5 separate regions of the Mus musculus genome follow, and all the other regions are linked to region 4. Evidence: chromatin contacts called from public HiChIP or PLAC-seq, Micro-C and promoter capture Hi-C data. All regions are on one chromosome and are shown on one strand. The core of a region is the stretch at or near the end of the contact, and the rest is flanking DNA. Distances in the headings are between cores, read along the strand shown.

The links. Promoter capture Hi-C pulls out the DNA fragments that hold promoters and counts their contacts. A called contact is a pair of places that touch in the nucleus more often than the background predicts. HiChIP or PLAC-seq counts read pairs in DNA pulled down with a chosen protein or histone mark.
Region 1: a contact with region 4 is called in a promoter capture Hi-C map of embryonic stem cells. The contact joins the promoter of Kcp here to the promoter of Impdh1 in region 4. A contact is called at or near these places in 13 of 39 promoter capture datasets (the 3T3-L1 cell line, the C10 cell line, the HPC-7 cell line and 7 more), 2 of 115 datasets of contacts at active chromatin or transcription factors (embryonic stem cells and forebrain) and 2 of 9 other capture datasets (adipose tissue and embryonic stem cells).
Region 2: a contact with region 4 is called in an H3K4me3 HiChIP or PLAC-seq map of bone marrow-derived macrophages, with 3 times the contacts expected there. The contact joins the enhancer-like site here to the promoter of Impdh1 in region 4. A contact is called at or near these places in 5 of 39 promoter capture datasets (cranial neural crest, frontonasal cranial neural crest, hippocampal neurons and 2 more), 4 of 115 datasets of contacts at active chromatin or transcription factors (bone marrow-derived macrophages, embryonic stem cells and neural tube) and 2 of 9 other capture datasets (adipose tissue and embryonic stem cells).
Region 3: a contact with region 4 is called in a Micro-C map of embryonic stem cells, with 2.4 times the contacts expected there. The contact joins the promoter of Lrrc4 here to the promoter of Impdh1 in region 4. A contact is called at or near these places in 2 of 39 promoter capture datasets (hippocampal neurons and liver) and 2 of 484 Hi-C or Micro-C datasets (cortical neurons and embryonic stem cells).
Region 5: an H3K4me3 HiChIP or PLAC-seq map of embryonic stem cells shows a contact between it and region 4, with 15 read pairs. The contact joins the promoter of Irf5 here to the promoter of Impdh1 in region 4. A contact is called at or near these places in 11 of 39 promoter capture datasets (the 3T3-L1 cell line, the C10 cell line, the HPC-7 cell line and 6 more), 4 of 484 Hi-C or Micro-C datasets (cortical neurons, embryonic stem cells, muscle stem cells and 1 more), 6 of 115 datasets of contacts at active chromatin or transcription factors (bone marrow-derived macrophages, embryonic stem cells, forebrain and 1 more) and 2 of 9 other capture datasets (adipose tissue and liver).

The regions. Positions count from the first base shown.
Region 1 is chr6:29,505,128-29,510,573 of GRCm38.p6, reverse strand. Kcp (kielin/chordin-like protein) reads left to right here and starts at 2,622. Exons shown (of 38, transcript NM_001029985.4): 1 at 2,622-2,717; 2 at 4,773-4,936. The coding sequence starts at 2,648. Gm26627 (a long non-coding RNA gene) reads right to left here and starts at 3,402. Exons shown (of 3, transcript XR_868831.3): 1 at 2,623-3,402; 2 at 1,687-2,135.
Region 2 is chr6:29,622,085-29,627,317 of GRCm38.p6, reverse strand. No RefSeq gene overlaps it. Among named protein-coding and RNA genes, the nearest start is that of Tnpo3, 15 kb to the right of the region's middle. Within about 2 kb of position 3,282, at least 3 of the 459 cell types and tissues checked have an H3K27ac peak or open chromatin away from gene starts, as enhancers often do. A contact at or near this core is called in bone marrow-derived macrophages, where this site is marked.
Region 3 is chr6:28,829,528-28,835,084 of GRCm38.p6, reverse strand. Lrrc4 (leucine rich repeat containing 4) reads left to right here and starts at 3,338. Exons shown (of 1, transcript NM_138682.2): 1 at 3,338-5,557. The coding sequence starts at 3,471. The coding sequence ends at 5,429. All of the region lies in intron 16 of Snd1 (staphylococcal nuclease and tudor domain containing 1), which reads right to left.
Region 4 is chr6:29,213,076-29,218,265 of GRCm38.p6, reverse strand. Impdh1 (inosine monophosphate dehydrogenase 1) reads left to right here and starts at 1,902. Exons shown (of 15, transcript NM_001302933.1): 1 at 1,902-2,194. The coding sequence starts at 2,025.
Region 5 is chr6:29,524,783-29,529,902 of GRCm38.p6, reverse strand. Irf5 (interferon regulatory factor 5) reads right to left here and starts at 3,278. Exons shown (of 9, transcript NM_012057.4): 1 at 3,129-3,278.

The DNA of each region.
Region 1 (5,446 bases), core at 1,373-3,872, 290 kb before region 4:
TAGAAACCCTAAGACAGTGTGTGTATGTGTGTGTGTGTGTGTGTGTGTGTGTGTGTGTGTGTGTGTGTGTATGTATGTATTTGTGACAGAGTTCCTCTGTGTAGCCCTGGTTGTCTTGGAACTCAGTTTGTAGACCAGGCTGACCTCAAACTCACAGAGATCTGGTGGCTTCTGCCTCCAGAGTGCTGGAATTAAAGGTATGCACCACCACGGCCTGGCTAGGATTAATATTTTCAATCCACACAAATAGTTTCTGAGGAAGGCAATTAGAGGTTAGGGCCAAAGATGAGAAATTGGCTACTGTGGGCTGGTGGGATGGCTCAGCAGAGTAAATGGCTTACAGTGAAAAGGGTGATGACCCAAGTTAGGTCTGCAGAGGAGGGAGAATCCTGGAATCACCCTCTTAGGTCCACATACATGCTGTGGCGCTGAGGCACGCACGGGCCCAAACACCGCCAACCTGCTCCCCCAACACTAATAAATACAAGAGACAGAAATCAGCCACTGAAAGTGACGCCTCTTGTCTGAGATCACACAGAATTAAGCAATAGGCCAGACTCCGACTGAGGCCTGGCAACCTTGTTCCTGACCAGTCTGCCATCCTAACCCGCTTTGCAAGAGGCTCCCAGGTGACAGAAACAATGTTCCTGCTGGAGATGTGGCTCAGTTGAAAGAGTCCTTGCATGCATGAAGCCCTGGGTTCCATCTGGAACCCTGAATATAATCTTCATGGTGGTAAGTTCCTGTAACCTCAGACCTCAGGAGGCAGAGAATCAGAAGCCCAAGTTCGCCCTTGGCTACCTATGGACTTTGAGGTCAGCCTGGACTAGAGACTTGTCTCCAGGATATTCTTTTCTCTTCTTTTCTTTTCTTTCCTTCTCCGTCTCTGTCTCTGTGTCTCCTCTGTCTCTGTCTGTGACTCTGTCTCTCTCTTTCTGTCTCTCATTACTTCCGGGTTTGGACAAGAGCTGCTAGTTCCTAGTTCCGTTGGCTTCCATTGGCTCTGGCTTTTCCTTTGCTGAGTGACCCTAGCTCCAAGTCACAGGGGAAAGGTTTAGTCACAGTCTCCCCTCCGCCTGCTGCAAACTGCTTAGCCCCAAGAGGGGCCCTCACATCTGCGAAGAGACCCTGCCCTCTTTTACTCAAGCCTTGACTCCAGAGGGAGACCTTCAGTTCCTGCCCTGCCCCAGCTGGGGAAGGGTGACTTCACATTCCAGGTCTTCAAGGCCAAGGCAGGGACTTCTTTGGCTGGATTTACAGCCCCACCCTCCGTGTCCCTCTGCTGTGAACATGGGGCCCCATCCTGCCTTCCCAGCTGCACAGAGCTGTTTCCCAGTCCTAGGCTCTGGACCATTTTCCTATTTCCTCACTTTGGGCTCCTCCCCTGAAGTAAGCCCAGGGCTTCCTACTCCTGCTGAGCCCTGAGTCCAGACTTTGGAAAAGGAGCCCAGCCAGCCAGAGAAGGGAGGCTGGGCATTTGGCCTGCATCTGGTGTAGATGTGGTCGGTGGGCTCCAGGAGAGAGATGTGGAAGTGAAGAGTGGGTGCTTTTAATCAACACTGACTGTTGTTTGTTCTGAGTTCTTACCATCTGACAACCCCTCCCCTCCCAGTGTGTGTGTGTGTGTGTGTGTGTGTTTGTGTTTCATTTAAGATTTCATTCACATATCCCAGGCTGGTCTCAAACCTGCTCTTGTAGCTTATGGTGGCCTTGAATCCTCCCATCTCCTTGCTTCAACTGGGAAAGCTGGCATTGCGGGTGTATGCCACCACACCAATTTCCATAGCAGGCTTCTTGCAGTTCAGCTCCCTGGATTCTTAATTTAGGTGACTTTGTCTGCTGCTCACTGTACTGTGGATGCTGGTTCCACTGCTTATAAACGGGATAACAGAGGCCCTGCGGGAAGTTAGGGGTTATATATTTAGTTTGGGGGGCTTAGACGGGATTAGGGTGGAGCAAAGGTTGGAAGGGAAACAGGTATACGAGCCCAATAAAACAGAACAAAAGAAAGAAGGAAAGAAAGAGAGAAAGGAAGGAAGGAAGGAAGGAAGCAAGCAAGGACGAGAGAGAACTATGTTAACATACATCACATACGTGCCTGGTGCTGGGGAGGTCAGAGGTGGGCGTTGGATTCCCTGAAATAGAAATTATAGATGATGGTGAGCAGCCACGTGGGTGCTATGAACGGAACTCAAGTCCTCTACAAGAGCAGCAAATGCTCTTAACCACTGAACCATCTCTCCAGCCCCTTGCAGAGGGTTTTCAGTCCAGCTCAGCCTTCTGTTCCCATAAGCCCATGAGGTGGAAGTAAAGTCACTGGGACTGTCACTGGGACCCCCTAGAGGATGAGCAACCCCAAAGGGCAGGGACATGGTTGCTCCTGGTCGCTTACCCCGCACCCAACTTCCTGCAGAGCTTGGAAGACTGCTATGGGTCAGGATCCTCAGGGGAACGGGGTGGGGTGGGGTGGATTGGGGTGGGGTGGGGTGAGAAGCCCTAGGTGCGATAGGGGAGCGGGCACCAAGGGGCGGAGAACCGCGGAGCCCTCCCTGAACAAAGACTGGGTGGGCGGCGGCTTGAGTCTCCGCACCCCGCCTCCCGCAGCGCCGGCTGAGCACAGACCTAAAGCGAGGCGGGTCGAGCGAGCATGGCGGGGGCTCGGGCGGCGTTGCTACCACTGCTCCTGCACCTCGGGAGCCTGGCGCTGGCCGCGCGGGGTGAGTCGGAGCGTCCTGGGTGTGCCCCAACTTATGGCTCAGCCCAGCAGACCGTCGGACCGGGCCAGACCACTTCTCCATCCCCGCCTGGGTTGCGCGTCGCTGGCCGGCCTTGGTGCTCTCTCTCCGTCCTCCCCGTCGGTGGGCGAGCAGGGTGGGGGCAGGGCGGCCAGACAGGGATTGCTGAACTGGGCCGGGTCCTTCTGTGGTCCCTGCCAAGGAGTCCTAAGTAGCGGTGAAGCAGAGGCTGTCCTGGCATCTGAGTATCTGAAGTTAATTATTTGTATTGAGGAGAGGGGGAGGGGAGCGCTCTCTGTGGGAAATGACTTAGTCCTGTCCGGCTTGCACTTATGGTTGGTCTCTGCAAAAGCAGAGTAGGAGGAGGGTAAGGGGAAACCTGAAGACAGTTTCTGGGGAGCAACCAGATTCGTGCCACTTCCAGGACTTTCTGCAGATCTTCCAGGAAAAGGGACTGAGCCTGTCTTCAGCTGGGGATCCAAGAGGACACCCTGAATGGCTCCTCGGCCCCCTCCGTTGTGCCTGCTTAAGCAAAGCGGGAGGAGCTGGTTGGGTGCTGGGGCTTTAAGGGTTGGGTCGCTAGAGGAGGTCACGCTTGGGGTTTCAGATACTGAGACCCCGCCCGCGAGCATCATCCTTGTGGATGGAAGTTGGGCAGGGAGACCATGTCAAGACAGTGCCAATTTCTGGGGACAAGGTGAGAACAGAATGCATGGGATGCTGGTGGTGTGAAGGTAGACCGGCTGGGACCTGTGGTGGGGAGAGCTGTATGGCGGTGGGGTGGAAAGCTGGGCAGTGCTGTGGTGACAGATGAAGTCTTAACTTGCTGCTTGGCGCCTTGTGCTGTGGAGAGAGGACAGACTGCAGTAGGAGACTTTCTCTTCAGCTTCTGTGAAGACAGTGGGATGGGGGTGGGGGTGGGGGAGGCCGTGGATTATGAGACAACTGAGGGAAACCAGAGACTGGTGGGAACTAAGGGATACCGGAGAGTAGCACTGAACCCCAGAGTTGGGGTGGCATTTATTGAGCCCCGGAAATTGGGCTGGAACGTCCTCCTCTTTATGGTGACAGTAGAAAGAAAGGAGCAGGTGACATCCCCCTGCTTCGCAGGCCTAGTGTCCCTGGGAGAAAGACTTTCAGTTACTCCAGCTCTTCCTGATTGAGTTGCCGCTGTGAGAAAGAAAGGCCAGACATCTCCTTCAGCCCCTTTCTTGGTCAGCACTTCTGGGGACCCTTCCACTCCATGATGTCTGTGGCCGGTGCCCTCGCCTCTACCTTCCTGCCTTGAGAGTGGGCATAAGGTGAAGAGAAATGTAGCTGGGCCCCACCCCAGGCCTAAGCTCAGAGGCCAGGGCTTCCTTCCTGGACATAATGTTATCTAGTCCCAGGGACAGGCTGCCCTCTCTGTCTGGAGTGCTGCATCTGTTGGAGTGTTGCATGCTGTTGCCAACACAGCACAGCTAGCTTCTGCCTTCCAGAGCCCACTGCATCCAATATGGGGGTTCCTGGCTTCTGCCACATGCAGCTCCTTTACTGACAGGTATAGATGAGTGGACACGCGTGGACATACACACACCAGTTCGTTCTTGCACGCATCCCACATCCTCGTCTTCATTTCAGCCTGTGTTATCTCTTGATCCTAGCATAACATATCAGACCTCCGAGCTGTCTCTGACCCACAGTGGATGGATGGTCCGAGCACCCCACCTCCATGACTAAAGATCCCTACAATCAGAGCAGGCTGCAGGGGGGCCTGGGTTGGGATACTGCTGTGTCCCCTTTGGGAAGCTGGCATAGGCCACTTCAGTGCTCTCAGGGCATCTGCCTCCTCTCGTTTCTGGGTTCTCATGATATTCTTGCCTCCTTGCTTCCTCTCTGGCACCTTCAGAGACCATGTCTCCTCCCCTGGAGAAGTAGGTGGAAAGGAGAGGGCACAGGAGGACCCTTGTCCCCTGTATGGTTCAGAGGACGGACGGAACCCAGGAGACCTTAACCAGCCTCTGTCTACAGGCCAAGCTGGGTTCTTGTGCCCTTCAGGTGGAGAGGTCTCCAGAGAGCAGCCTAGGCTTGCTGATGCTATCTCTCAGCAGCAGGCACCCTCCCACTCCTTGGTCCCTGGTGAGACCCACCAACAGCAGTGGTGCCCCCTGGAGGAGAGGCTGGAACGGCTGGAGGCAGAGGTGACTGACCTCAGAAAGCAGGTACCGTGGAGGCAGGGATGGGTTAGGGTGGGCTTTGTATATTGGGAGAAGGAGCGGGCTTGAGTTCTGGAAGCTCTGGAGATAAAATAGAGGGCTTTGTTGTTGTTCTCTCTACATACATCCCTCTGTCCTAGAATTTACTATGTAGACCAAGCTAGCCTTGAACTCACAGAGATCCCCCTACTCCCGTCCCCCAAGTACTGGAATTAAAGGCACTGCACCACAACAACCAACCTTTGTTGCTATTTTATTTAAGATTTATTTTTACTGTATGTGTATGGGTGTTTGTCTGAACGTAGGCACAGCATGTGTGTCCAGAAGAGGGTGTTGAGGCTCTTGGAACTGGAGTTACAGACTGTTACTAGCCGCCACGTGGGTGCTGAGAACCACATCAGGTCCTCTGAAGGAGCAGTTGATCTCATTACCACTGAGCCATCTCCCTGGCTCTTGCTTTGTCTGTTGGTTTATTGTTTTGATGATGCTTAAGAGTGAACTCAGGTCCTCACAATG
Region 2 (5,233 bases), core at 2,033-4,532, 410 kb before region 4:
AGGCCAGCCTGGTCTACAGAGTGAGTTCCAGGACAGCCAGGGCTACACAGAGAAACCCTGTCTTGAAAAAAAAAAAGAAAAAAAAAGAGAGTGTGCAGGCAAGAGTGTGTATATGAGTGTGTGTGTGTGTGTGTGTGTGTGTGTGTGAGAGAGAGAGAGAGAGAGAGAGAGAGAGAGAGAGAGACTACACACACACCATGACATGCATGTGAAAATCACAGAACACAGGTTTCAGGAGTCAGTTCCCCCTTAGGTTGTGAGTCTTGGTAGAAAGTGCCTTTGCTGAGCCATCTCATTGGCTTTCTTAGGGTCTGTACAACTGTGATGAAACACCATGACCAAAAGCAAATTGGGAAGGTGCCAGAAGCCACCAGCTTCTGGCCCCCAGAACAGCAAGAGAGAGTTTAAAAGCCCAAAGTTATCAGCTTTCATCTGATGCTGTGACCCACCTCAGATTGACTTCCACTTCCACTCCTCTGTTCATCCTTGGAGGAAGTGTGGACAGAACTCAAGCAGGGCAGGAACCTTGAGGCAGGAGCTGATGCAGAGGCCATGGAGGGATGCTGCTTACTGGCTTCCTCAGCCTGCTTTCTTTCTTTCTTTCTTTCTTTCTTTCTTTTTAAAGATTTATTTATTTATTATATGTAAGTAAGTACACTGTAGCTGACTTCAGACACTCCAGAAGAGGGCGCCAGATCTCATTACGGATGGTTGTGAGCCATCATGTGGTTGCTGGGATTTGAACTCAGGACCTTCGGAAGAACAGTCAGTGCTCTTAACCGCTGAGCCATCTCTCCAGCCCCTCAGCCTGCTTTCTTATAAATCCAAGGTTCATTAGCCCAGGAATGGCACCACCCATAATGGGTGCCCCCCCCCCATTAATCACTAATTAAGAAAATGTCCTACAGGCTTGGCTACAGTCCCGTCTTTTTCTCCACCGAAGCTTGCTCCTCTCTGATAACCATAGCTTGTATCAAGTTGACATAAAATTAGCCAGTACACTGGCCCTTTAGGGGGGCTTTCCTTCATCCTTCCCTCCCTCCCTCCCTCCCTCCCTCCCTCCCTCCCTCCCTCCCTCTCTCCCTCCCTCCCTCCTTCCCTCCTTCCTTCCTTCCTTCCTTCCTTCCTTCCTTCCTTCCCCCTTTCTTTGTCTGTCTGTCTCTCCCTCTCTTTCTCCCTCCCTCTCTCTGAAATGGATAGAGTCTCACTATATAGCCCAGGTTGATGTAGAACTAAGATCCTTCAGCCTCAGCCTTCTGTATATGAGTGTGTGTGTGTGTGTGAGAGAGAGAGAGAGAGAGAGAGAGAGAGAGAGAGAGAGAGCGCACACACATGGCATGCATGTGAAAATCACAGAACAGGTTTTGGGAGTCAGCTCCCTCTGAGGTTGTGAGTCTTGGTAGAAGGCGCCCTTGCTGAGCTAGAATCATATGAACAGCCACAGGCTACCCAAGGCTACACAGACGATCTTGTCTCAGAAAACAAGCCCAAATAAAAAGATATAAACGCACCAAGTTCTAAGCCAGGACTGAGCCTGCTGGGTTTTGAAGGCTCTCAAGTCTGGCCCACTGCAGTAATGTCTCTAACTTCCAGCATCCTGCAGAGAACATCAAAAACAGAGATAATAAAGGCAAAGAATAGGTAATCTGGACTTCGTCAAAATTAAAAATATTGTGTTTCAAAGGATGCTGTCATATGCCTAGGGATGTCTTAGACAAGCAGATCTGTGTTGGCAAAATAGCTCTAGCTAGAACAGATCTTTCTGACTTCCACACCTGTACATGCATGCACACACACACACACACACACACACACACACACAGAATGGTAATAATAATAAATTATATTTTAAAAGAGTTAAATAAGCCGGGCGTGGTGGCGCATGCCTTTAATCCCAGCACTTGGGAGGCAGAGGCAGGCAGATTTCTGAGTTCAAGGCCAGCCTGGTCTACAAAGTGAGTTCCAGGACAGCCAGGGCTATACAGAGAAACCCTGTCTTGAAAAACCAAAAAAAAAAAAAAAAAAAAAAAAAAAAAAAAAAGAACCCAGATGCTCCTCAACAGAGGAATGGATACAGAAAATGTGGTACATTTACACAATGGAGTACTACTCAGCTATTAAAAAGAATGAATTTATGAAATTCCTAGCCAAATGGATGGACCTGGAGGGCATCATCCTGAGTGAGGTAACCCAATCACAAAAGAACACACATGATATGTACTCACTGATAAATGGATATTAGCCCAGAAACTTAGAATACCCAAGACATAAGATACAATTTGTGAAACACATGAAACTCAAGAAGAATGAAGACCAAAGTGTGGATACTTTGCCCCTTCTTAGAATTGGGAACAAAACACCCATGGAAGGAGTTACAGAGACAAAGTTTAGAGCTGAGACGAAAGGATGGACCATCTAGAGACTGCCATACCTGGGGATCCATCTCATAATCAGCCTCCAAACGCTGACACCATTGCATACACCAGCAAGATTTTGCTGAAAGGACACTGATATAGCTGTCTCTTGTGAGACTATGCCGAGGCCTAGCAAACACAGAAGTGGATGCTCACAGTCAGCTATTGGATGGAACACAGGGCCCCCAATGGAGGAGCTAGAGAAAGTACCCAAGGAGCTGGGGGGATCTGCAACCCTATAGGTGGAACAACAATATGAACTAACCAGTACCGCGGCCCCCACTCCCCCATGGAGTTCGTGTCTCTAGCTGCATATGTATCAGAAGATGGCCTAGTCGGCCATCAGTGAAAAGAGAGGCCCATTGGTCGTACAAATTTTGTATGCCTCGGTACAGGGGAATGCCAGGGCCAAAAAGTGGGAGTGGGGGAGTGGGGGAGTGGGTGGGGGAGGGTGTGGGGGACTTTTGGGATAGCATTGGAAATGTAAATGAATTAAATACCTAATTTAAAAAAATGAGTTAAATAAAAATAAATACCAAAATAATAAATAAATTTTTAGAAGGTTAACCTAAAAAAAAAAAAAAAAAAAAAAAAAAAGAAAAGAAACTCTTTGGGCCCATGCCTGCCACCTCTGTATTGGGGAGGTAGGAGGGTGGCCTTGAGGTTGAGGTCATCCTGGGCTATGTAGTGAGTTCCAGGACACCTGAGGTTACAGAGTGACACACTGCTGCAACTCCTCCCCCAGTTCTTTCAAACCACATAGCAATAGAAAAGCTGGCCAGGTGAACGCTGCACACCCAGGGGTGGGAATCACAGTGAACCAGCCTGAAGGTCCTGTCTCAGTTTCTGCTTTTTTTCTGGGTGTGTGTTTCCTCTTCTGTTACTGTCAGGCTTCCTGTATTGCTCATTCTACAGTAGGTTTTATTATTTAAGATGTTTAGTAATTCCTTTAAAAAAATACTACTGAGTTTCATGTAGCCCCGGCTCTTCTCAAATTCCCTATATAGCTGACTATGTTTTTAAACTCCTGATCCTCCTGCCTCTGCCTGGGATGACACACTCTGTCCAATTCCTAAATTAAATTTCTTGGCGCAGTAGTCAAATTGAGACCAGCATCCAGTGCAGAAAGGACACAGGTCATAGCCTTGGGAATCTTGAGTTAGCATCCTCTTCAAGGTTGTTCCCGGTATAATCTTGAATGGAGGAGAGATAGGGAAGAAAGGATGGGAGAAATGAGAGACCAGTTTCTAAAAAGGAGTGTTAGAGGCAGAATCACTTATGATTCCTATAGCATATAATCTCTTATAGGAGTCAATAGAAGACAATCAGAGTGATTAGCCACCCCAGTTTGCCAGGACTTTCCTAGGATGACACTGGAAGTCCTAGATCAGGAAAACCCTTAATCCAGTGTCAGGAGCCATAATGGGACAAGCTAATTAACTAGCAGGTGATCATCCTGAAGTGGCCTGCTCTGGACTATTATATAGTCTGCGATGGGTGCACCCTTATTAAGCAAGACTGTAAGGGACTCATTTTAGGAAAGATTTCTGCTATTAAAATGCTTTTCCTGTTACTATTAAATATATATAACAATCACTAAGTAGTAGCACACCCCTTTGGAGCAGATCTCTACAGATCCAAGAAGATGTACTATCTTGTAGTGATGCTATATAGACAAATAGATGACTTAAGTCTTAATGATGATCCTATAGGAATTCCTAAAACTATATCTGTGATTATTAAGCTCTTTTTTTTTTCAATAACTGGACTGCTATTAGGTCTTTTTCTGATAGTCAAAGCTGCAATGAAAACTCTGCCAGTCTCCCAAGTGTCACCTGTTAATTGCTCTTAGATGGTAACCAGACTTTCTCTTACTTAGAGCACATTCCAAGAGGTTGTAAAACATTTAACTAAAGGTCATAAAAGGGGAACTAATGACTTATTATGGGTGCTAGGACAGAAGATAAAATATTGACTGGGCTTATCTATGCAAAACTTCACTAATAAGTTAGTGATGGTTTTAAACCTTCAGTGAACCTGTGGGGCTGAGACAGGTGATGGTTGTTTAGCCAGGTAATTGCTCCTAATGGATATGCAGGTAAACATTCTCTGTTGTAAACTTCTATTTCAATTTATGATTTGATTTTTTGTGTGAACTTGTGATAAACTCTGTAACCTGTGATCGTGTATTCTGAAAGATGTATAAGTACTGAAGACAAAGGAGAAAGAATTTTTTTGCCTTTCCCCACTTAGGATCTTTCCACCTTTCCCCTTAGGCAACTTTCATAGGAAACTTTTTACAACTTAGTAATAAACTCTATAACCACTTCTCTTCTAACCAGTTTTCTTCCTGCGACTTCCAACTAGCAGGTTGAAAGTTAGAGCCCAGCAGTTCCCGCTGAGATAGAACAAAGGCTATTTACTTAATCCTTTGTGGTTTGAGGATGAGGTGCTAAGAGCCAGAAACTGCAGTTTCTAGCCTCAGAGGATCGCAGAAGGCAGATCAGCTACAGTAGCATAGTAACTTAGACTTAGGTAAGTAAACTTTTTATTATTCAACAACCCTAAATATCTTGTAAGACAAAGTCTTATCCCCGAATCTCGAATCTCGTAAGACCAAGTCTTACCCTCCGCCTACGCTCTTCCCCCTCCACTGCCTCAAGAAGAACTGACAAGAAAGAAGAGCACCCCCGCCGGAGCTGGCCCCCCAGCAATCCAGAGCAAAGGACAACTGGTCCTAAGAATTGAAGTATGGTAAGATGGTTGGTATGTAAGGTGCTGTGTGTGTGTGTGTGTGTGTGTGTGTGTGTGTGTGTGTG
Region 3 (5,557 bases), core at 2,089-4,588, 380 kb after region 4:
TCCTTTCTCTCATGCTCTTTCTGATTTCTCATATACCCTTGATTGAATGTTCAGTCTCTCCCCAACCTTGCCTCCACCACTGGCCTGGGCAGTAGATACAGTGGATATTCTGTTAGGGATGAACTCACTGGTCTCATGAATTGAAGACTGACTTGAAAAGCTGACTGTCACTATCTGGCACAAGTGCTTTACCTGGAAAATGGAGACAACAGGGGGCAGTCTCTTCACCAGAGCAGTCGCAGGTACATTCTTAGCATGGTGGGCACACAAACACCCTAACAAGGACTAGCGAGTGGAGGGTGAAGTCTGACTGCATTAGTCTGTAAGAACACTCTGTGGAATCATGCCTACGCCCAAGAGCCCTGACACCAATCTGTGTGGGGCTTGTCAGGGTTCAAATCCTGGTGCTACAACTTAGTATATGTGGGACTCTAGTCACATACTTTATTCTACCCATTCATAAAATGAATCATAAAGAAATGGCTCAAAAATATCATGCTAATGTTTTTCCTTGACAGCGAATATAAATGTCACGGTCTTGGTAAAGGACAGGAATACAAAATTGTGGACATTGGAACTTTCTAGGACTTGGAGAAGGTTTAGGGTTTGAAGAAGCAGATAATACTGAGATTATGGCTGTGGTAGAGTTCAGGAAGTTGGGAAATCCTGGGGTCCTCATCCGTAAGTAACAGCCCACGTGGGAACAATGGGGTTAAACAACACACTTGTTAGATAACAGGCAAAAGCTGGGAGGATCTCAGTGATTCTACTGGACCTACAGCACAGTGCTAATCTATAGATTGTTTCACCCTCACATGGTTGAGAAAAGAGGTTCTTTTATGGAGGAAATGAGTTGGCAAATGCTGACCTATGCTTTTACAATAGCCTGTCAAAGCAGGGACCAGAACTCCCCTTTCAGCAAGCTGCTAAGGGACTCCCAGAGAGAGGCTGGTGCAGCTCCAGGGGCAGAAGGCATAAATTACCTTACTGGCCCCTGCATACAGGGGAGGGGAAGGGGGCATCTGAGAGGCAAGGCTGCAGGCAGCTCCCCAATGAATGAACCACGGGCTGCTGCACCATGGGTTCTCAGAACTCACCTCAATCCTCCCCAGGTTGTCATTTCCCCGACTCCTTGAATTTGGTCTTTCTTCCCACTGTTTCCCGCCCCCACAGCCCTCATTAAGAAAACTATCATTTAAAGCCCTAGTTACTGTGGGAGAGGGGAGGGGGCAAGAAAATGTTCGAGAGAGGGGACTGGAAGGACAGGCACAGAGTAAGGCGAAGCATAGACTTTGGTCTTCTGACTCAACGCAGCCCTTGCGTGGATTCGGCTGCCTGCCCCTAGGTCCCCACCATCCTGCAGATCCAAACTCTGGCCGCGCAGCCAGGCACCCCGTCAGCATTCAGCGGGGGTGCGGATGACGCGGGCGCTCGTAGGAGGCCGGCCAACTGCTGCAGCCCCACCGAGGGCCGCCGCACCCGGGCCCCTGAGCCCAGCAGTCCACGGCTGTAGGGTGCTGGGTGGCTCGGGTGGGGGCCGCGCAGTCTCCGCTGCAGCCCCGCACGGCTCCAGCCTATCAGCGGCCAACCAGCCACTCGCTCCGACCTGACCAAAATAGCTGCGAACGCCTGCGACTAGCGCGCAGCCCCTCACTTGACGCTCACTCGGACTCGCTCGCCCGCTCGCCCGCTCGGGCCGCTCCGATCGTCTAGAGGGGGCGGGGAGGAAGCTGCGGGGGAGGGGGGAGGGGGGTGGGGAAAAAGAAGGAAGGAAGGAAGGAAGGAAGGAAGGAAGGAAGGAAGGAAGGAAGGAAGAAGCGAGGAAGGCAGGCAGCCCTCCGCGACTCGGGGCTGCGCGGCGCGAGCCAGCGCGTGCTGGAAGGCGCGGCGTTAACCCCTTGAGGGCAGGCGGCAGAGGGAGAGCGGTGTTAATACATAAGAGCACTGCATCACGCTAATCTTCTCCCTAGAACAGTATGCGTCAGCAGTACATTCACGTTCTGACTGAAGGACAAAAGGATGAGAGAGCAGTCTGCGTGGCTGCCACCTGCAACACCGCGAGCCCGGCGCGAGGAGGAGACGGTGGGCGCCGAGCGCAGGGGCCCCGCTGCTGCCACCGCCGCCGCTAGCCAGCGGGGACCATGTTCACCGGCTTCGGAGCGTTTCCCGCAGCCGCTACCCCCACTGCTCACGCTGCCGTCGCCAGCGCTCTGGCCGCTGCAGCAGCCCGCTGGCAGCTCCGTTGCTGAAGGCTCCGGGAGCCCAGCGGCGAACTCGCACTCTCCGCACAAAGCCGGGGCCGGCGGCGCGCCGGGAGCCCAGCAGTGGCGGGCGGCGGCGGGCGCTTGCGCGCTGCCGGGGGCTGCGGCCGCCGCCGCTGCCGGACCCGCGCCCGCCCCCGGACTCCCTGAAGGGGCCTGCGGTGCGGGCGCGACCGCGGGCGCTGCGCGCTCCTCCGTTCGCGGACTGGGTCCCAGCACCACGTCCACGCCGCTGCCCCTCTGGGGCTGGACGGATTACCGCTCCCCGCACCAGCAGACGGCGGGACTGGAGAACTGAGCCCAGTTTTTGTCTTTTTAACCCTTCCGAGAAGAGGCGAAGAGAAAAGGGGGTGTGTGCCTAGGGAGGGCGAAGGCGCAGCGAACACCTCTTAACTCTCGCAGCCCCGCGAGCTCACGACTGCAATCAGCTGCCGCCAGCTCTGGGCGGCCGACGCTGGGAAAGCAGAGTGGAGAGCAGCGCAGCAACCAGCGAGCGCGGCCTGGGCGGCTTCGGGAGCGCCCCCGCACCCCCATCCCCCGCGGCGGCCCAGGGAGAGGGCTGGGGGCTGGAGACACACTTTGGCGATGAAGCGCCTTCTCCCGCGACTGGAACAAGCTGGTGCCAGGGTCCAAGGACAAAGCAGGGAAGCGCTGGTGGCGCCGCTCCTCGGGCTCTCGGGGGGGCATGCACCTGCATAGCCCGCCGGGCCTTGGCTCTCCCTGGCGCGCCTCAACTCCGCGGCTTCGCCGGCTCCGGATTTACTAGAAGCCATTTTGTCTCCCCTACCCCTCCCCTCCCCTCCCCTCTGCCCTCCCTGCCCCCACTACTTCCCCCTTTGTTAATTAAAACTAAAGTCAGAATGGGAACGATGAGCCCAGCTCTCGTGGAGAAAGCTTAAGGACACAGCGCTAATTCTTTCCTGCTTTCCTTCCGAGGTAGGTGACAGGGAATTGGGTGGGGATGGTCGCAACGTGGGAGAGAGTCTTAGCTTTCTATGGGTTGGCCTTGAGGGTGGGCTGGTAGATGAGGGGCCGCTCAGTAGTTTCGCAGGGTTTTTCTAGGCCGATCTGCTTGTCTCTAATCGCCCCCTCCCCACCTCCTTCTCCAGATGGAAAGAGGAGCTCCTAGCTCACTTAAGCCGGGGTAAGGCTGGTTCTCTTTTCCAAGCCAAAATCCCAGGCGATGGTGAATTATGAACGTGCCACACCATGAAGCTCTTGTGGCAGGTAACTGTGCACCACACCTGGAATGCCGTCCTGCTTCCCGTCGTCTACCTCACGGCGCAAGTGTGGATTCTGTGTGCAGCCATCGCTGCTGCCGCTTCAGCCGGGCCCCAAAACTGCCCCTCCGTCTGTTCCTGCAGTAACCAGTTCAGCAAGGTGGTGTGCACCCGCCGGGGACTCTCTGAGGTCCCACAGGGTATTCCTTCCAACACCCGGTATCTCAACCTCATGGAAAACAACATCCAGATGATTCAGGCCGACACCTTCAGGCACCTCCATCACCTGGAGGTCCTGCAGCTGGGCAGGAACTCCATCAGGCAGATAGAGGTGGGGGCCTTCAATGGCCTCGCCAGTCTCAACACTCTGGAACTGTTCGACAACTGGCTGACAGTCATCCCCAGTGGGGCCTTTGAGTACCTGTCCAAACTGCGGGAGCTCTGGCTGCGAAACAATCCCATTGAGAGCATCCCTTCTTATGCCTTCAACCGGGTGCCCTCCCTCATGCGTCTGGACTTGGGGGAACTCAAGAAGCTGGAGTATATCTCTGAGGGGGCTTTTGAGGGGCTGTTCAACCTCAAGTACCTGAACTTGGGCATGTGCAACATTAAGGATATGCCCAATCTTACACCCCTGGTGGGGCTCGAGGAGCTTGAGATGTCAGGGAACCACTTTCCTGAGATCAGGCCTGGGTCCTTCCATGGCCTAAGCTCCCTCAAAAAACTGTGGGTGATGAACTCACAGGTCAGCCTGATTGAGCGGAATGCTTTTGACGGACTGGCTTCCCTCGTGGAACTCAACTTAGCCCACAATAACCTCTCATCTTTGCCCCATGACCTCTTCACACCCCTGAGATACCTGGTGGAGTTGCACCTACACCACAATCCTTGGAACTGTGATTGTGATATTCTGTGGCTGGCTTGGTGGCTTCGGGAGTATATCCCAACCAATTCCACCTGCTGTGGCCGCTGTCATGCTCCCATGCACATGCGAGGCCGCTACCTGGTAGAGGTGGACCAGGCTGCCTTTCAGTGCTCTGCCCCTTTCATCATGGATGCACCCCGGGACCTCAATATCTCTGAGGATCGGATGGCAGAACTGAAGTGTCGGACTCCCCCTATGTCCTCTGTGAAGTGGTTGCTGCCCAATGGGACAGTGCTCAGCCACGCCTCCCGGCATCCCCGGATCTCTGTTCTCAATGATGGCACCTTGAACTTTTCTCGTGTGCTGCTCATAGACACTGGAGTATACACATGCATGGTGACCAATGTGGCAGGCAACTCCAATGCCTCGGCCTACCTCAATGTGAGCTCGGCCGAGCTCAACACCCCCAACTTCAGCTTCTTCACCACTGTAACAGTGGAAACCACAGAGATATCACCTGAGGACATAACACGGAAGTACAAGCCTGTTCCCACCACATCCACTGGTTACCAGCCGGCATATACCACCTCTACCACGGTGCTCATTCAGACCACCCGTGTGCCCAAGCAGGTGCCAGTACCCTCCACAGATACCACTGACAAGATGCAGACCAGCCTGGATGAAGTCATGAAGACCACCAAGATCATCATTGGCTGCTTTGTGGCAGTGACTCTCCTAGCTGCTGCCATGTTGATTGTCTTCTATAAACTTCGCAAGCGGCACCAGCAGCGGAGTACAGTCACAGCTGCCAGGACAGTAGAGATTATCCAGGTGGATGAAGACATCCCAGCAGCAGCACCTGCAGCAGCAACAGCAGCTCCGTCCGGTGTATCAGGTGAGGGGGCAGTAGTGTTGCCCACAATACATGACCATATTAACTACAACACCTACAAACCAGCACATGGGGCCCACTGGACAGAAAACAGCCTGGGGAACTCTCTGCACCCCACAGTCACCACTATCTCTGAACCTTATATAATTCAGACCCATACCAAGGACAAGGTACAGGAAACTCAAATATGACTCCCCCTCCCTCAAAAACTTATAAAATGCAATAGAATGCACAAAAAAGAGCAACTTTTGTACAGAGTGGGGAGAGACTTTTTCTTGTATATGCTTATATATTAAATCTATGGGCTGGTTAAAAAAGA
Region 4 (5,190 bases), core at 653-3,152:
TCTTTCTTTCTTTCTTCCTTCCTTCCTTCCTTCCTTCTTTCCTTTCTTTCTTTCTTTCTTTCTTTCTTTCTTTCTTTCTTTCTGTCTGTCTGTCTTTGCTTGCTTATGTATGTATGTATGTATGTATGTATGTATGTATGTATGTATTTATTTGAGATAGGTTTAACTGTGCATCCCTGGCTGGATTGGAACTTGCTATGTAGTCCAGACTGGCCTTGAGCTCACAGAGATCATTGTAGCTCCGCCTTCTGAGTGTTTGGATTAATGGCTGTCCTACTTAGGGTTATTGTTGCTGTGATGAAACACCATGACCAAAATCATATTGGAGAGGAAAGGGTTTATTTGGCTTATACTTCACATTGTGGTTCATCATTGAAGGAAGTTGGAACAGGAACTCAAGCAGGGCTGGAATGGAATCTTTTTTTTTTTTTTTTTTTTTTTTTTTTTTTTGGTTTTTTTTCGAGATAGGGTTTCTCTGTATAGCCCTGGCTGTCCTGGAGCTCACTTTGTAGACCAGGCTGGCCTTGAACTCAGAAATCCGCCTGCCTCTGCCTCCCGAGTGCTGGGATTAAAGGCGTGCGCCACCACGCCCGGCACAGGGCTGGAATCTGGAAGCAGAAACTGACTGATGCAGAGGCCATGGGGAGGTGCCATGATCTTCATGGCTTGCTCAGCTTACTTTCTTATAGAACCCAGGACCACCTGCCCAGGGATGGCACCACCCACAGTAGGCTGGGGCCTCCCAACCACTAAGCAAATGCTCTACAGCCTGATCTTAGTCATTTTATCATTTTCTCAATTGACATTTACTTGGTTCAGATGGGGGGAGGGGTGTGTGCCCACGACAGAGTCTGGTACCAAGGGCAGAGTTAACTTCTGTCAAGTTGACATCAAACTAGCCAACACAAAGACCATAATTTTGGGTTCTTGAAATGGATCTTAGTGCCAGCAGATCATCCAACTTTATTTATTTTATGTGTGTAGGTGTCTTTCTACATGTATATCTGTGCAGCATGTTCATGCAGTGCCTGTAGAACCCAGAAGAAGGCAACGAATCACCTGTTACAACCTGACAGTTGTAAGCTGCCATATGGGTGCTAGGAATTGAACCAGGGTCCTATGGAAAAGCAACCCGTGCTCTTAATCACTGAGCCATCTTAACAGCCCCAGATCACCAAGCGTCTATTATTTATTCCTGAGATCGTCAGATGTTAAAAAAAAAAAAAAAGTATTCAGTGTAAGAATTGTCAGTTGTTTGTTTTCTATCTACTCGGCCTCCTCGAACAAATTGCCCGAAGGCAGTAACTCTTCTTGCTTTCCCAGAGAGTTGCTTTATGAAAGCTGACAATAGTAACAAAGCTGAAATAGAAAGTGTTTTCTAGGCAGCAGATGAGCAAATGCGAGTTAGTGCGTGTGTGCTCAGCCCTACTTCCCTGTAAAGGAAGACTATAAGCAGGGCAAGACTAGGGTCTTTTCCTTCAGGAGCTAGTAGCCTGTTTGTCTTCCCTGGGTAGCAGTATAAAGAAATGGTGAGGGTTGTTGAATAGGTAGGGCTTGCTGGAGTGTCCCACCTCTCTTGCCCAGGACTGGAAGCACTCCAAGAGGCCATGCAATAATAGTTCATTACCCTGGTGTTTGCGCTCCTTTTCCTCAGATGAAACCAGGAGAAACTCGAAGGTGCACGACACAGGGTACAGCGGAGGGTCCTCTTCAGTTGGGTCCTTGAAGAACACAAACCTCGCTCCACCTCACCATCTGCTCATCTGCTTACTTTTCAGCCTGAGTGGCGTCTCATGGGGGCGGAACAGAGCGTAGTGCCAAGGGCGGAGCCCTATGGACTCCAGGACCCCAAACCAGCTCTTCCAGAGCCCCGCCTCCCAACAACCAGCCCCGCCCCTTCCAGTAGACCCCGCCCACTACCCCGCTCCCTCCGGGAGCGGACTGGGGCTCTTATTGCCTACGCCGGTTCGGGAGCCTCCACGCGGAGAGGCTCCCGCCGCCTAGAGCTGCGGCCTCCGCATGGCATGGAGGAACCGCTCTCACCCCCACCGGAGTCCGGGCTGCTCTCGCCGCTGCTGCAGGGAGGTGGAGCGGCTGCCGCTCCAGAGCCCGGAGCCCGGCAACACCCGGGACATGAGACCGCGGCGCAGCGGTACAGCGCCCGCCTGCTGCAGGCCGGCTACGAGCCGGAGAGGTGACGCCCAGGGCAAGGCGCGCGGGCGCATCCGGGGCGGGCGGCAGAGAAGGGCGCGGCAACGCCGGGAGACCGGGTAGCGCTGCGGGGGAGGCCAGAGGCAGGTCCCCTCTACTGCCATTGCACTTCCCCAGACGCAGTTAGACTGTCATACACCTGACTCTTGGCTGGCGGATGCAGGCGGGCACTGTGCAAACAGTTCAGTGCCGCGTTACTCCGGGGAGCTGGAGAGAGGGCGCAGGTTGTAATATCGCTCCCTAACATTTTATCTAAGATCCGACCTATACTACACACTCAGCGACGCTTGGTACAAGTGGCTCCGACCTCTGGGGTACAAAAAGTGCTTGTTGGAGTCCCGGTCCAACGGCGCTTTCTCCTCAGCTTTCTTCTTCCTAGAATGTATTCAATAGGTGTGGGTGTCCGGATTGAGTGTCTCCCTAGGACTAGGGGAAGGTACTTGCACTTTCTCACCAGGCACTGAGATCCAGTGAGGCGGCTGCTGTTCACTCCTTGGAAAGACTTGTACCCCAATGCAGGGGGTCTGAAAGGCAATGAATGAGGGTCCCTGGAGAAAGAGTTGGGGCAGTGAACTGGGCCTCAAGGGAACGAGCTGAAAAAAGAGACAGCGGCTAATCTCTGGATTGTATCGCAGTTTGAAATGCAATCCTACTGTCCTTCCGGTCCAGGGGATTTGGACTTCTTTCTCTACCCCATCTGCTGGTGCTCAGCAGCTTGGGGAGGTGATCTGGCAGCTGGGTTTTGAGGGGAGGGTGGTCTGGGGAATTAGCCAGGTAGTTCTTCTGCCCAGGGTTTGGCCGCTTATGTAAGAACTTTTAACGGCTTTTGGGGCTACGAAGCCCAGCCCCTCCTGCCGTTGCTGGCTGTCTCTTTAGAACTGACTTAGGCTTAAGCAACCTGCCATCCGTTTTTCTATAATAGAAATCTAGTTTGGAGGGCTTGGGGTTTTAGAGAGGTGCCACTATATGGGAGGAAGCGGGCCACGGTACTTGTGAGCTCGAAGGAAACTAGGACTGTAGAATCTCAGAGTTCAGGCAGGTGCATCTCTTTTTCAGATGTACTGCTGCATCAAAGGGACAGTGCCAACCCCACACTTCCCGCCCCCCACTTAGGCTCAGAATGGCCTGTGTAAACTTGGACCCCAGCCAGGCCAGTATAAAATCCAAAACCTGCCAGCTAAGACCTCTATCTGCCTCCACCAACCTGAATGAAGGTGTAGGAAAAGGCAAGGGTTCTCTGAGAAGCCCTAGGCTTCAGTCCAGCAGCATTACTGGTCTCTCTGGCTTGAACTTGGGTGAGCCCTGCCTATTTATCCCGGCATAACAATGCTAATGTTGTCTTTACCTTTTCCCCCCTAAAAGTGTTGTTTTGAAATCTTGTTCCTCTAAACAACCTCAGATCAGATAGAGTCCTCTGGACTGCTTGCCTGAACTTTAGTGCCCTGGTGGACACTATTCCCCTATTCCCCTGAGCAGCTGCCTTAGGCCTGCCCCCTGCCCTTGAAGCTGTGAGGAGGGGAGTCTCAGGGGACCAGCTGCCCTTCCTTGCGTTAAAGAGGCCCACTGGTTGCCTGGTGTCTCCTCCCTGTGGAGGAAGCAGCTGGGGAATTGCAGGAAGAGGGAGGGGGGAAGCCAGGGGGATGGATTAAGTCTCTAGAAAAGGACAGCCTAACCCAGCCTTGAGCCCAGCAGCTTAGAGTAATAAAGAGCTCTGACATAGGTCAAAGCAGGAGGGAGAATGGGGCCCTGAAGTCTGTAATCACTGGGAAGGTGACCCTCCCCATAGCTGCCAGTCTCCTCTCTTGGGACCCAAAGTCCTAGGCTGGGGCAGATGACACATTAAAGTTACCTGAGGTGATGGGTTCTAGCTGTTCTGGGCACCACCAGCCTTGGCTGAACCCTGAACCAGAGCCAGTCTTGACTCATGATGTAGGGAATAGTGACCCAGAGTAGGCTCCTTAGAAACCCAGAGAGACCACTGGGACAGGCCATGCTCAGAGCCTATGATTGATATGGTGGCTATTTCTTCTGTGTCTAGGAAGGGTGGTTCAGAATAACCAGGGTGTGTCTTCTGGCTAGTCTCACTGTTCTGACTATAAGTAACAAGCAAGAGGTTCTAGTGCTGGCTCCCCGTATGGCCTGGGCTTCTAGAATGAAGCCCTGAGTGCTGGAGAACCCGAGAGGATCCCTGGCAAGCAGATACCAATCCCTGCTTTGCCAAGGACTCGGACACTCTCCTCTCCTTTCCCATGCTCCAGGGTCTTCGGGGCTTACACCAGGCCCTATCCTTTGGGCTCCACTGGTGCCCACCTCCCAAGAGCCAAGAAGACATCTGTAAATCCTCTGTAATACTGAGCTCCATGGGAGACTCGCCTTTCCCTTTGCACATGCATGGAACAGCCTCTGTTTTCCTGGCAGGGTCCCGGGGGTACCATTGGGGAGGTTGGGCACCCCAGAGAGCCTGGTGGCTTGGAAGCCAAGGCTCCCCTGGGCCTGGCTGTCACCACACTGTCGAGAGGTAAACAAACCCAGCCTTCCTGGGGTGGGGAGAAAAGGAGACACAGCAGCTCTCAAGGCAGGGAGGGAGAAGAGTGTCCCCAGGACACCTAGTTTCTCCCCAAATGTGTGGGAATGTCAGGAGGGCAGGCTAGTGGCTGGGGGAGAGGGTAATGGTCTGGGATAACCCTTCTGGACACCTCCACCTTTCTCCATGTGTGAATGGGTTTGCTACCTAATCTTCTTGTCTCCCAGATTGAAATCTAGGTCTTGTTAGTTGCTCAGAACTGGCCACTTAGGTTCTCCTAAAGGGAAAAACTTTAAAATTGCCTGCTTCTGTCCTTGTTTGTATGTATACTTGTTTATGCCACTGCCCCAAACCTTTGAGTTTTCCCCAGTTTTTAACCTGACATTATTATCCCTACTCAAAACAATTGTTCTTCTTTAGACTCCTTCCTGGTCTCTAGATCTTTCAGGAGCTGA
Region 5 (5,120 bases), core at 2,029-4,528, 310 kb before region 4:
GTGCCTTTTATCTGGGAACTGAATGATCAAAGGCAAGGTAGTCCACCCCCCCCCCATTGAGATTAAATATTGCCACAACAGCTTTCCATTGGAGGTAAGCACTTTGGCAGGCCACAGTCTCTATCTCACTAGAGTTATGTGCACAGGACCCATGAAACCCTGGTGCTCTTCCCTCTACCTGCTCCCTCTCCTCCTGACAGAACCTGTAACTTAGAGCTCCCTCCCTCTCACCCATCTTCCCTCCTGGGAAGCTCTTTCCTGCCCTTGACCATATTCTTGATCTTGAACTCTTGAACTTGGGGTGGGGGTGGGGCGGGGTTCAGAAACAGAGAAGAGGAAGGCTGCGGTGCCAGCAGCTCCTGGGAAGACACTCTCTCATTCAGCCAGTTAAAGAACAAAACAAAACTCAGCAGACTTACTTGGGTTTTGCAGCATGGAGCCCCAGTTTCCCCTGCAATTCCCCCACCTAGTGTCTTCTGGGTTGTGGCTACTACATGCCACATCCAGGCTAGCGGAGCGACCCTCTACAGACTTCAGAGCACTTCAGAGCAGTGCATACCTCAGCGGCCAGAGACCCAGGAATAGCACTGCCAGCTTTGGACAGAGAGCGTGGAAAGGCTCCCAGCCCTGCCCCCAAGCTTAAGAAGAGGTGGCTTAGTTCCTCTTTCTGCGCCAGCCTCCACCCTGACCTAAGGGAAATGAAAGTAGCCCGATGGGACAACTCAGAGATCTGACTCACTCGGCTGACCCACCCCCACCCCATCCTCAACATCATCCTCTCTGTCTCCCATTATAGCTCCTAAGCAGCTCTGATCTTAGAATGGAGGGTGATGTACACACACACACACACACACACACACACACACACACACACACACACAGAGAGAGAGAGAGAGAGAGAGAGAGAGAGAGTCATGTCAAGAGTAGTATGAACAGGAAGAGCAGAGCACTCACTGCCCTGCTTCGGAGACCAAGAAGGAGCCAAGGAACACTGCAGCTTTCTTTCTGTCTCAGCCTGATGATGATAAATTAAATCAGAGAAAGGTTTTGAAATTGTTGCTCTGGCCTCAGTGTTAGGAAGCGGCAGTCCCTTCTAATGGAGTAGTGACGTAGAGAAATGATCCCCACAGCAAGCCAGGGCCATGAGAGGAGGGTGTGTTCATCTAGGGGCAGAAGGCACCACCTGCAGCTAGATGCACAGGAGCCTCGCCCTGAGCAGGACCAAGTTCAGCATCTACCCCACAGAAGCTCCCTCCTGCCCAACAAAAAAGGCTTAGATCTAAGTCAGATCCTGCCTGCCAGTTCACAATTGCAGCGTCTAAACATGACTGCCCGCTCCTGGGTCTGGAGGTTTTGAATAAGAGCAGTGCTGACACACAACGCAGACTGAGATGTCTGGCTATGAGCCCTAAAAAGGAGAAACGAACAGAGCCCCCACCATCTTCCATGTCAGACCTCAGGAAGTATCCCACATGTGATGGGGCATGGAAGCAGCCCTTGAATCCCGACTGCGATGGAGAGTCCCCATAGCTCACCCCAAGGTCATGAAGTCCCAGGAGAGGCTGCCTGGGCAGTCAGATCACTGAGAACTCCGGAGCTGGTGGGGAGAAGCTGCCATAACGGAAGGAATAAAGGCAGAGCTTCGAACCCCTCCTGTCTCTCGAATTGTCCCGTTCTAAACCCCACACCCAGTTCAAGGCAACATCCAGGGGTTACCTGCAGTAGGCATGAGCATAAATCCCGCCCTCTCCAGGTGAGCGACACACCCGGGGCCCTGCCCCTTCAGAGTGCACACAGGCTGAGATTCTGGGGCAGCAGGTGCGGCAGGAAGAACCCTCTCCCGGCTTCCTCCCAGGGGCAGGCTGGGGGAAGGCCAGAGTTCAAGGGAAAACCCCCGAAGGACTTTTAGTTAATAGGAGTGGTCTCCTACCTATCTCTTTCCTAGACTTTAGCCAGGAGCTTAGGGAGTAGAGAGGGCGAATGCTGTACTGTATCACACAGGTCCTCATGCGAGGCTTTTAGCCTCTCCAGCCTCCGTCAGCCCCGTCCACATCCTTTCTGGTCCTGATCACTTATCCTCACTTTGGAGTTCAGGCCAGGTCGTTCCCTCCTGATCATCCCGGCAGACTCCACCCGGGGCATAACGCGGAGGGAAGGGGGGTGGGGGTGGGAAGGAACCTGGGTCAGCCCCTGGAGTCATCGCGGGGTTACTGGCTTAGTGTCCGTTCCTGGTCCGCTCCTCTGGACCGGGACGTGTCCGCCTTGCTATGCCAGGAGGAGGCCAAGAAAGCCCCCACTTCCACCCCTGCTACTAGGTACCCGCTCTGGGTCCTCTGGAGGTTCGAGAGACACCTGGAGTCTGGGAGACATCTGCACCGAGGGCGAATACTGGCCCGGGACATCTCTCCGCCTGCGTTTCGGCCCAACTACACTTTCCCTTCACGTTCAGATTCTAAGTTGTTACTTCTTAAGTTTAGGGGCAGGCCGTCAAGAAACTAGACCAAGCATTAATCAGCCCCCGCCCCGATTCTTCTCAACAGCTAAGAATAAATCGTCGTCCCCTTTTGAGCTACGAGTCAAGGAGCAGAGCCTCTATTTGACAACGTCTCCCCTCAAACTCTATTCCCACAGATTCCTGTCCTTGGCTTTAAGATCCTTGGGAGGGATCGCTGCTTGACACCTCAACCTCTTTAGTCGAAAAAGTGAGGTGTGGCCGGGGAGGAGAGACGAGCTGTGTGCCGACAGGGTCGGGGTCGGAAACTCGCTCCTCCCTGGTCCCCGCCAGACTGTGACAGGGCGCTTGGCATCCTTGACCCTGGCGAGGCGCAGTGGGGATGTCCACTGGGCCCTTGGGACTTTCCCCGAGCATGCGAACGTTGGCGGCCGGAGCCCGGCACTCCGAGCTGGCCTGGTGCGGAGCGCCTTGGAGCCATTCGCGCTGGCCCGGCGCCGCCTTCGATCATCGCCCACCGCGGAGGAGCGGGATCCCGACCCCGCTGGCCCCGTTGGCAGGTGCCCGGGGCGTGCAGGTCGCCGTGGGTCGGAGCCGTGGCTTGGCTGAAGCCCGGGGCTGTTCCCACCGCCCTCGGGGCGAGGAGCCCAACACAGCCCACAGCCCCGGGACCTACCTGTTTGCTGTGCGCCCGCGGGGAGCCTGGAGCCCCGGCCTGGCGCTGCGGCCGAGCTGAGCTCTCGCCGAGCTGCACCGCCCGCGGGTCGCCCAGCCCGCCCCGCACTTCCGCATCGCGCCGCCCCCGCCCGGGGCAGCGCCCCGCCCCGCCCCTCGCCACCACCCCGCGCCCCGGGCCCCTACCCATCCACCGCCCACCGCGGGGAAGCCCGGGGCCTCCGCGAGACCGCAGACAGCTCGGCGCCCCTCGCCGGGCTCCTTTGGGAATCCGGGGAGACAGAGTCATCCATCACCCAGTCCCCAGATACCCTGTAGCCTGTCCTCACCTAGTCCGCGCCCGCCTGGAGCTGGAGATCCGCTGCGCGCGGGCGTCGATGGAGCCACACTCCAGGGCATTGGGAGACCCCTGAGAGCTCCCTTTCAACATACCTTGGGCCACTCTGTCTCCTCAGCCTTAACACTGGCCCTCCGGACCGCTCCAACTCACCATGTGACTGACAAGCCCACCTCTTCTTTTGCCCTTACCTTCACCGTGGTTTGGGTTTGCCCTTTGAGCGGGTTCCCACCCCCACCCCGACCTCCCGGTTCCATAAACGGGCCTTCCTGTCCGAGTCGATGCTGGCCTCAACTTCCACACATCCTGTTCATGTAGGAACATTATTCGCTGATTCTCACTCTTCAACTTTTGGGTCAGCATCATATTATTTGATAGTCTAAGTGTTTTTTCCAGGAAGGTCTACCCCTTCCTTGAGTCAGCTTTTGGTTTGTTGTGTTTTGGTGTAATTTGTTGATTGGTTTGGAGGAGGGGTGGAGACGACTTCCAGAGTCTTTCCGTTTGATTTTTCCATATGATTTTAACGTCTAATTTCCACTGAAATTCAGCTTAGTTGGGAACCAACCCTGTCTTGCATGGTTCATGATCTATAGTAATTTTTATTTTTATATTTGTATTTTACTGATAATGGAACCCAGGACCTTGCACATTCTAAGCAAGCACTGTGCTACTAAGTGCCTGCCTTCTCTGCCCTGTCATAATTCTAAAGGGTTATTGTATTTGTTTCTTGGGTTTTAACTCTTTTAAGGGTAAAAAGTTGTGTTGCCGGTGCTGGTCTCCAACTCCAGGAATCAAACGATTTTCCTGGCTCAGATGCCTTGAGTAGCTGAGATTTGGTGTAGCATCGCAGGCAGCTTAACTAAAGATATAAGCACATATATTTTAAATGTTTACCATCTTAATTCTTTTTAGTGATTTATTTTATTTTTTATGTATATGAGTATTTTGTCAGCATGCATGTGCATCGTGAACATGCAGTTCCTGCAGAGACCAGAAGAGGGCGCTGGATTCTCTGGAACTGGAGTTAGAGACTGTTGTGAGCGAGGGGGTGTGGGTGCTGAGATCTGAATCCAGGTCTACTGCAAGAACAGCAGATGCTCTTAACTACCAAGCTATCTCTTCGGTCCTAGAGATATTTTTAATACACAAATATTCTGAATGAATTGTTAAATTAAAATGTTATTACATTTATTTTGTGTGTACATCTGTGGGTACACATAAGCATGAGTATGTCAGAGGACAACTTCAGCCAGTTCTCTCCTTCATATGCCTGGCCCAGGGACTGAACTAAGGCTGTCAGGCTTGCCAGCCATCTTGTTTACCCCCCCCCCCCCCACACACACACCCCATTGTTCACTTTAGCTAGCAAGTAAAATATATACATTGTAGACATACTGTTTACCCTCTACATTTAAAGCCTTAGATTGCTGACAGATACCGTGGTATTAATTAATTAGAATTGTGGCTTCTTCCTTAACCTCTGCTGCCTTCCCAGGGATGTCTGGATTAGACTTCAATGAGCAGAGAGAATCCAGTGGGTTTGTTTTTGTTTTCCTTCTCTCTATATATCTCCCCCTCCTTTCACTGTAGCTGAATATAAAATGGAAATATATTATTTGTATCTGCTGAATATATTACCCTCTCATATATGCTAGG